Regions from separate parts of the Anser cygnoides genome. Here region 2 is linked to region 1. The links are chromatin contacts, called in public Hi-C maps. All regions are on one chromosome and are shown on one strand. Each heading gives the region's core, a stretch centred on a gene start, on an enhancer-like site or on the middle of the called end of the contact. The rest is flanking DNA. Distances are from core to core; before and after follow the strand shown.

Region 1 (4,324 bases), core at 260-2,759:
AGCAAAACTACAAATTTACTGCCACAGATATCATGAAAAAACTTTCAACAGTGTTGCTTTAAATAAGTCGACAGACTGATGCAGCTGACTTTATTTTAATGTCATTCTGGGAAGACTGTGTTTGTGGTTGTCCTCATGCAGATTCTGATCCAAAAGCCTAAATGTTCATTAAAGGCTTTCAAGGGATAGAAGTTGGTCTTGATTCAAGTTTCAGATCTACCAGAAACTTCACAGGAAAATAACCATGAAACCTGAAGAAATTCAATTACTGGTTCCCTTATCTTACCAGGGCATCCCAGGCGTTCTGTCTGATGTGTATGCCAGTATGAAGTGGACTGGGAGCAGAACAAAACTGGAGGCTTTGCTTATAAAGTTTTGATGATACAAAGGTTTTGATGACTTTTTTTTTTCATTCAGTATGGGTATGAGAGTTTTGTTGTTATTTTTTACTATTATCTTTGGAGACTGCATTGTGTTGGTCAGGTGTAGGTATTTGCAGTTCTAGATTTCGAGTTCAAATTCTACTCTTTTCATAGAGACTTAAAATCATTACTGCTTGTTGACTTTTTAATGGCATGTGTGAATCAAAGTGTTAGGTCTGAATCATTACCATATTACTAATGCTATCATTAAAATGTGTACTTATTGGCAGTCTTGGGGCAGAGTAAAGGGTTGAATGTGCATTGAAAATCAAGTTTCTTCTTGCGAAAAGGAAGCGGCCTAAACTGAGGCACAAGCAGGAAACTGAATGACTCAATAAAGGTGTTAGCTGTTTTCTTCCTGTTCTCTCAACATATTTGAAGGTGTTGTTTTGGATTTTTTTACCACATCATTCTCCTCTTATAAGGAAGCCAAAAAATGCTATCTGATTGTCTCAAAGCTTATTCAACAAGCTTTATCAGTAAATATATGATCAAATTGGAAGGACAGAATACTTACGTGCAGTGTAAATGGCATTCTGACAGCAGAGGATATGAGCTGTTGCTGTAATGTGTTGAGTATCAAGGGCATAAATACTTGTCCGTGTGTCCTCAGCCTGTCTTCCCTTCCAACCCCATGACAGCAGCCCCAGCAGCGTGGTCTCGTGGCAGTTACTGCCTTTGCAGGTGTTTTTACATCAGCATTTCATGCAGGACATCCCTGAACTAATGACAAAGCTTAAAATAGTAATTAAAGCCCCTCTTGTCTCTGAAAAAAATTTACTTTAAAAAGAAAGGGAAAGGTGGTGGGTTTTTTTGGTGCTTTTTTGTATGCTTATATTGCTTGCAGTGTCTGGAAGTGACATGGAAATGAAAGTAGAGATGTTTGAAGGGTGATTAGTAGAAAGAAATGCTAATATATGGTACAAATAGACATAAGCTTGTATGAACTTCTCATTGCTGGCAGACCTGGAGGTGTGCTATTGAGTAATGATGACTTTTCTGTTGCCACTTGGCATCAAAAATGTCAATAGCAGACAGTCAGGGTCAGCCGTTGTCCTGGAGGTTTCCTGTTCACTTTCACATGCTTCCCTGAAGTCTTTTTTTTTTTTTCTGTAGATTTTTGAGCAGTTTCATAAATTACTTTTAATATATCTTTAGCAACTAGATTTAAGTTCTAAAACTGTCTGCTTATGTTATGGATTTTCTTGTCTGTTCCTTTACTGTTGGCATACTTCACCGTTCTCAGTTATCGATATTTATTAAACACTCTGTAGAGGGACAGGACCTTCAATTTTCGTGTAAAAGCTGTTTAAAAGTCAGAGACACAAACTAGTAGCCACGTAATGTCAGCTGTAGAGAAGGATGAAAAATCATGCAGGATAACCGTGCAAGTGGCTGTATAGATAAGCAAGACACAAAAGACAGGGGAGGTGATTCTTAGGATCTTAATTCTGATTTGTTTTTTATCACTGGATGGGAGCAGTATGTGAGTAGTATGCAAGAATTTCTTACTACATATATAAATGAGTGCAAAAACAACTCAAAAAGTATGGTTTGACCGAATAATGTAATAAATAATTGTTGGAATCCTCTCACTTTGGAGTGCTTGAACTTCCAACAAGGTCTGTGCACCATTTTGTTTAATAATGGGTCTTGGTTTGCTTGAGAAGAAGAAATACAGGCAAAATCAGGAGAAGATGCTTCTTCAGATTTACTTTCTTCCTTTTTCCTTTTCTCTGGAAAAATAAGATGGAGATGGAAAAGGAAAACAAAGACTTGACTCAGTGGTTTTACCGAGAGCCAAAGAGCTCATCACGTTTGGTTTTAGTCAGCTTGAATTCCAGGCTGGATGGCACCTTAATTTAAAGCCAGGAGTGGGACATAAGAAACCCAAAAGCTGCAAAGCCTAGATGGAGTTTTGACGCTTTTCTCTTTGTCCCTGGCTTTTCAGGCTTTGTGCAAATCCGTCATCCCTGCTACCAACATCATTAAAATGCTGCAGTTTTTGACCTAGCGTAGGACTTCAGGGAGCTTTGCATGCAGGGCACTGCCCGTATATAAGTGACTGATGGAAATGATGCAGTGCTAAAATGAGTGCCTATAATTTTAGGTAACTGTGCTCTTGCCTGCTGCTGCTCAGAGCATGAATCCCACCAACCTGTCTGTGCTTGGCAGCGTTGCTGAATCCCCCCAGCAAATGGCTCTGGAGCAGGGTCAACAAGCAGATAGAGTAAGTCGCCAGGCACCCTTTTCTTTTCAATGTGAAAGTACGCTGATTTCGTTGCTCCATTGTCTCAGGTGGTGAACCGTGTCTGAGCGATATGGGAGGAGATACAAAAAAAAGCTGTAGCACAGATTTGTGCTGTCTTCCATCATCTCACCGTGGAATGTGTGGGGATTTTTAGGAGAGATCATGTACCTAATATACAGAGAAACCTGTTCTACAGATTGTTCTGTCTTGAGCAACCACCTTAAAATACTCTTCTCAGCTTTGAAAAACACAGTTAACAGAAAGGTGTAGCTTTGGCTGTCGCATAGGACCGGCATCCACTGGGTCTTTTTGCCAGTCTCTTAAGACAGCTTTACTGTGTGTGGTGTTTCTTGTTCTACACCTGAGAAACCTCTGTGGGTGATGGATATTCTGTGCAACGCACACCAGTTGTTTTTAACTTTTTTTGTAGAGAAAGCAAAGGAAAATCTTCATTAAAAATAGTGAGAGAATACAATGCCCTTAAACGTCTTCCATGTCTCATAGATTATATCTAGTCCTGGTGTTATCTCCTCCCTTATTGATCTTTACATGTGTGCTCTGGGGATTGTTTTCATTTGATTGTACGATAGGAGAGAAAAGATCATGTGCCAAAGTACAGGACTCTCCAACTCGTACAAAAGAAGCTAAAATACAGCTTTAGGCTCTGGATAATTTCCACAGAGCCTGGACTTTGTTTAATTGCTGGAAACCTTCCACGAACCGTCCAGAAACTTCTCGCTTTGGTTTCTTCTCCCTTGAAGTCAGCCCTTGTGCCAGGGTTGAATTAGGCAGTGACAGAGCTGTCCTGGGTGAGAGTGTCAGCAGCAGGGGTGTGAAACATCCCTCGGCAGTCATTTGTTAGGTAGCTTTGCTTCCCTTCCTCCTCCCGCTACCAAAGGAAGCAGAAAGGGTAGACTAGCAAGAGCCTTCATTGCTTGTCCTTGTAAGAGTGTTTTTCCTTGTGAACCAGTTTTGACTTCTTGTTGTGACTTCTGTCCTCAGGCATCGTTACCGGTGCACAACCAGGTGTTACCTCCTATGGAGGCGGTGGATGGTTCTGACCCTTTAGCACCTCTGCAGAATCAGATGGGAAGGATGGAAACGAAAGAGGAAGATGACGAGGATGATGATGAGGATGAAGACGGGGAAGACACTGACATGGATGAATGGGATCCAGATCCACCTCGACCCTTTGATCCCAATGATCTGTGTAAGCATGTGAAGCAGTGTGTAGTGTATCAGCCACCCTTCCCCTTTCTGTTTTCTGCTTTCACCAGCCCTCTAATAAATGGAGTCAAAGACCATTCAGACTTTTGCAGTAATGACTAAAGTCCTTTATATCCGGAAATGTATGTTCATATTCAGTTGTCACGCTTAAAAGACAAGATTTTTGTCTTAGGTGGAAACTGTGAACTGCTTTGTTCTTTATTTTGTGGGAGGCTGGCCTGCGTGTTTTAAAATGTAGACAAACCGTTGGAATAAACTTTCCCACAGCTGAGCCAAAGATGCTCAGAGAGATAAGACCATAAGGTGCGTGAGTGTCCACCTGACAGTCGTGTCCTCTCTTTGTTACAGGGTGTGAAGAGTGTAATAACGCGCATCCCTCGGTGTGTCCGAAACATGGACCTCTGCATCCAATCCCAAACCGGCC
Region 2 (4,785 bases), core at 1,717-4,216, 120 kb before region 1:
TTCAAATCCAAAGCTGTCCGCCCCTCGCCACGATGCCTGAAATATTGTTCTCGGGTTGTGATGATCAATTTTGGGATTGCTGCTGCAGTACTGGCTTATCCTGCACTGCAGCAGCAGCAGCAGATTTCCAGACCCTTCCTGCCTGGTGCGTAACTCCGCGATCGGCTCGGGGAGAGAAAAACACTTCAAGTGAATGAACTTCTACCGGAGGCAAGATGCCTGAATGAGACAGTGACTTTGGAGTCTCATTTTCCTCCTCAATTTTAATTTGGCTATCAAAGATATTAATGGACCATCTGGATATATTATTAGCGCTTCTACACAAGTTAATGAGATGAGAGGGTGCTCTGAAGGGATGCACACAGCCTATAGGGAAGGCTGATGTGACAGATCCGTTTCATAGTTATATGCGGGATGTGAATCCTTTCTGAGGGGCCAAGTCAGGTTTTGGGGGATTTAAAAGCAGGAGGCATGCAGCTATTTTCCTGGAGATATGTTGCCCACGGTGGGTGCTACGCTGCACAGCACCCGCTCATTTAGGTGGGGTTTGTGTGCACCCATAACACTTCTGCACAGGTGAAAGGAGTACAAGATGTAATTACCTACTGCGGCTGGAACAACATCGATGACCCGGGGGGGGAACCATGAAAGTGTCTATGTCTGGGCGGGTGTGCCATGCAGCTCTCCAGACCACTTTCCAGTTTCCCCACATCCTAAAGTCTCAGCCAAGCCACGCAGCTCACCTCTGGCTGTGCGTCCGTGTGGCAGGGGGCTTGCACCCGTCCCCTGTGCCAGCACACGGAAACGAGGGAACTCATTTCCTGGCTATAACGCTCCGCACTTCCCCCATTTCTCCGAGCAATTAATTCTGATCCCTTTCCAAGCTATTTTGTACATCCTGGACTAGGAATCATGAATTTGTGCCAGGACTGGTTTCACGTCAAGGTAACAAAGTTTGGGCGAGCTGCCGATCAGGACTCGAGCCCTGGCTTGTTTCTGCTGCCTGTGACATGCAGCGGGGTCACCCCAAGTCCCACCTTGGGTGGGAGCCCCACGTCTGTGGCTGGTGAGAAGCCAAAATCTGGACGCAGGCTGGATGAGGTCCAGCCTTTATGTGTGATTTCAAGGTCATTGAAGGAGCTGCGAAGGTTTTAAGGGGTTGCTGAACATTAGCGGAGGTATAGCTGTAAATTAGCTGACTTTTTGTCTGTGTTTTACTAGGAAATGGTTGCTGTGAACCATGGGGAAGTTGAAGAGGTTGAACACATTCAGATTCAGACTAGCCACCTGCTCAGGGATGGTGTTTGCCACCATAAATACGCACGCAGAGGTTTCCTATTTCCTTATAGTAAAATCCACCCCCCACAGGCACCATGGTTTCGTTCTGCAAATATTTTGCAGTGCAAATTTCCTGGTATACAAGGAACACCAGCAACAGGCAGCAGAGCATTCGCTAAGGGCACATTTCAATTTCAGAGTCAGGTTTCTGCCCGAGTAGCTAAACTGAGCCCTCTGAGATGAGGGGAGCCGTGGGATTTATAAACCCAGTCTAGCAACCTGGAATTTCATTGTCAATGGAAGAGCAATGCAAATTTTTGCACAGCACTTTTGGTGCTTCATTTACAATTCTGGACACCCTGTGGTTTTTTTTGTTTGTTTGGTTTTGTTTGTTTGTTTCATAAACTTGCTCAGGAGAACTGCACCTCCCCAGCTAAGTAATTAGTTACATTTCCAGGCCCTCCACATCACACTCATTTTCCTCTCATTAGTTGCTCAGCCTCCCTTTCAGGTGCAGGGCTTTGGGGATAAACCTAAAGACCCCCATGTGTCTGCTGCAGAGATGATGTAAAAGGGTCCTGATCCTTAACCCATTTTATTCTGATTTATTCCAGGCTCACAGGACTGGAGTTAAAATGGCAGCAGGTTCCTAGGGCATCCATGAAAAAAAATTAATGGAGGAGCTACGTAGCTGGAGCAGAGAAATGCCTGCAGCTTGGCTTTTCTCTATGGAAAATGTGAGTCGCCCACCTGAACGAACATGCAGAGCTCGGGCATCCAACCCCAATGCCGCAGCAGCTGTCAGGACGAGAAGCTGATAAAATCAGCGGGGAGAGGATGCCTGCAGGATGCTTTCTTCCTCCCCCGACTCCAGCAGCACGCACCTCTAGAAGAGGGGAGCGAAGATGAATTAACGGGGCGTTATTTTTACAAGAAGACGCCTGTTTAAAAAAACAGCACAAGATGGGGTGAGCGAATAGATTTGGTTTTAATAAATGCCCCACTTGGAAAAAGAAAAAAGAAAAAAAAAAGTGCCAGGGGATAGCTAGACAGTGCTTCTAACTGCGAAGTCATTTATGAAATGCAGTGGATATATTTAAAAATGTGCCCGGACAGTACGACTCGGCTTTCTCACTACAAATTCCCTGCGGCAGGTGTATTTGCTGCCGGTGATGTAAGTACCTGAGCTGCTCCATAAAAGTGAGTTAAACCAAGGGCTGGCGGGGCTATAGCACAGAAGGCTCTGTCAGTGCTTCTGTTACAAATAGCGATAATAATGCTTACCTCTCTCCCAAGGGTGTCGTGGGGGTTAATTATTTAACATTTGTAAAGCACTTGCAGGGCTGGAGATGAAAGTGGAAAGTATTATTAAGAATAAACTACATTTTATAGGAGGTCTGGTCAGAAAATTGCGTTCGGAGTTGAAATATGGGTTATGATCGCGGATCCCTGGAGGAGCATCTATCACAACCTGGGACGCAGGGAAAATGAAGTACACAGAAGCCGTGAAGCTGTTTGGTGGGTCCCCCCTCAATGTCCCAGCATTTTGGGGGCTGTGAAAGGGGGAGGGGGGAGGGATGGGGTGGGAGGGGGTGATGCCCCATGCACCCTGCACAAGGACAGCGATGCAGGGGGAGGGTCTGGAGAAGGATATTTGATACTTGAGTAAAGAAATGGGGATTTGGGGTTAAAGATTTCAGCTGGAGCGTGGAGCCAGCGGGGCGAGGCACGGGCAGGGCCGCGGGGCGGAGCGCAGCTCACCTGGGCACAGGTGCGGCTGGAGCGGCCGGGCAGGTACCGAGGGGCGGCCGCGGGAAGGGGCTTCGTGGGGGAAAATGCGGTGGGAGATGGGGTGGGCAAATACACCCCGTCTCCTTTTTGGAGTGGGGCCTCGTGTCGGGTGGCTGGGAAGCTCCATGGATTGGGTTCCCAGGTGGGGCGGGGTGGGGGACCCCCAAATTCGGTGTCTGGACCAAAGCGATGAGGAGGGAGGTGAGGGATTGGGGTGGGTGAGGCTGGACCAGCTCCCCTCGGGTGAGTGACGTGGAGGGGGGGGCTCTGCACAATGGGGTGTCCTGGTGTAACGGGGTGCAGTGGGGTGGCGGAGGCAGGGACTTGCTGCTGCCTCTGCCGGGCGGTGGGAGGTGGCAGCGGCACTGTCTGGGGAGAAAGTTGGAAATTGAACATGATACAGGGGGCTGAAGGCAGCAGAGGTGAGACAGGGGCAGCCCGGGGGTCCCCACGAGCCCCCCGCGCACCTCGCTGGGCTGCCTGCGAGAAGCCCTCCCCGGCTGCTCGCTCTGCTCCCAGCCAAACGAAACACAAAGGCCCTGTCCAAGAGCTGGACCGAAATCGCCCTACGTGCGCTGAAGCAGAAAGTCTTCCCCCACCCTCCTCTCCCTGCAGAACTGCCCTGAACGGTCTCTTTTAGTACCTGAAAACGGGGCAGGTGAGGAGGAAATGAGTCCGGGAACTGCCCTTCTCCACAGCCGGTGCCTCCCTCAGCAGGACGCCGCTGCAGGAGGTTTCTTCCTTCTTCCTACCAGCACGTCACCAAACCTAACAGCGTTTTGGTGTGAGCAGGGCAGTGCCAGAGCTTGAAGCCAGGCAGCCGCAGGTACCCGATAAACCGAGGCACGCCGGCACCGCGCAGCAGGCGGAGGTGAGGGTGTTTAAGGTGATTAATTGGCTGTGCCTTGAATATGCTGAAACTGAAACAGTCTCTTCAATAGTTTTTTTGGGGAAAGCTTTTTCCTTGAGGGTTGTCAAAGGCAGCACTCAGCCTGTGTCGTATGGTGGGCCTGCCCAAAATATCCCCTGGGGAGCCCAGGCAAGGCAAGGGGGCTCCTTCCCCTGGGCAAGGGATGCTCGTTAGGGCTGGGCTCCCCCCGATAAATGGCAGGGGAGGAAGGACAGAGGATGAGGAGCAGGGAGCAGCCACAGATTAGTTGTTAAAGAGACGGCAGCAAGCGCCAGCTTTGGGACAATTTTAGGACGTGCAATTGTCTCGTCTTCAGAAAATACGGACTTGGCGGCGTTTCTGGTGGCAGCAATGCTGGTTTGGGGTCACGGCTGTGTGCTGGTACCCATGAGGTAATAGGGGCTCGCGGAGTCAAGGCGATTTCATCACCGTGCATCACGGAGCAGGCGAGACCTTGGCAAGGCGAGTCCTATGGCAACCTCTACCTTCAGAAAGCACTTTAATCCCTAACGCAGAGGCCAAGAAAAATGGCTTTTAGGATGGTAACACGCATTTCCCAAAAGAGATCATTTTTAAAGTCAGACCCTGTTTCCTTAAAACCACAAATAAGCAAATGCACGTAGTAAAGAGAAACAAAAGATGACAAAGCGCCTGCTCTGAGCCTGTGTAATTAAGATGGCTTCGGGTAATTTGTTTTATTGCTCAGCTTTCTCCGCTGGGCTGTGGCTGAGCTGGAGGGCGGTCGCTGCTCTGGGGTCCTGGGCTCACGTCCCTCACCACGGCCGCTCTGGTGGGGTAAAATCGAG

Evidence for each region. Hi-C and Micro-C count contacts between places; a contact is called where the count stands out from the background.
Region 2: a contact with region 1 is called in a Hi-C map of liver, with 2.6 times the contacts expected there. The contact joins the promoter of LOC106040637 here to the enhancer-like site in region 1. A contact is called at or near these places in 2 of 7 Hi-C or Micro-C datasets (both in liver).

What each region holds. Positions count from the first base shown.
Region 1 is chr21:7,806,901-7,811,224 of Taihu_goose_T2T_genome, reverse strand. PRDM10 (PR/SET domain 10) reads left to right here. Exons shown (of 23, transcript XM_066981205.1): 5 at 2,533-2,652; 6 at 3,676-3,883; 7 at 4,249-4,324. Among named protein-coding and RNA genes, the nearest start is that of PRDM10, 15 kb to the left of the region's middle. Within about 2 kb of position 1,509, at least 1 of the 3 cell types and tissues checked has open chromatin away from gene starts, as enhancers often do. A contact at or near this core is called in liver, where this site is marked.
Region 2 is chr21:7,926,845-7,931,629 of Taihu_goose_T2T_genome, reverse strand. LOC106040637 (transmembrane protein 45B-like) reads left to right here and starts at 2,966. Exons shown (of 6, transcript XM_048063276.2): 1 at 2,966-3,072. LOC125182761 (a long non-coding RNA gene) reads left to right here. Exons shown (of 4, transcript XR_007163275.2): 4 at 1,893-2,804.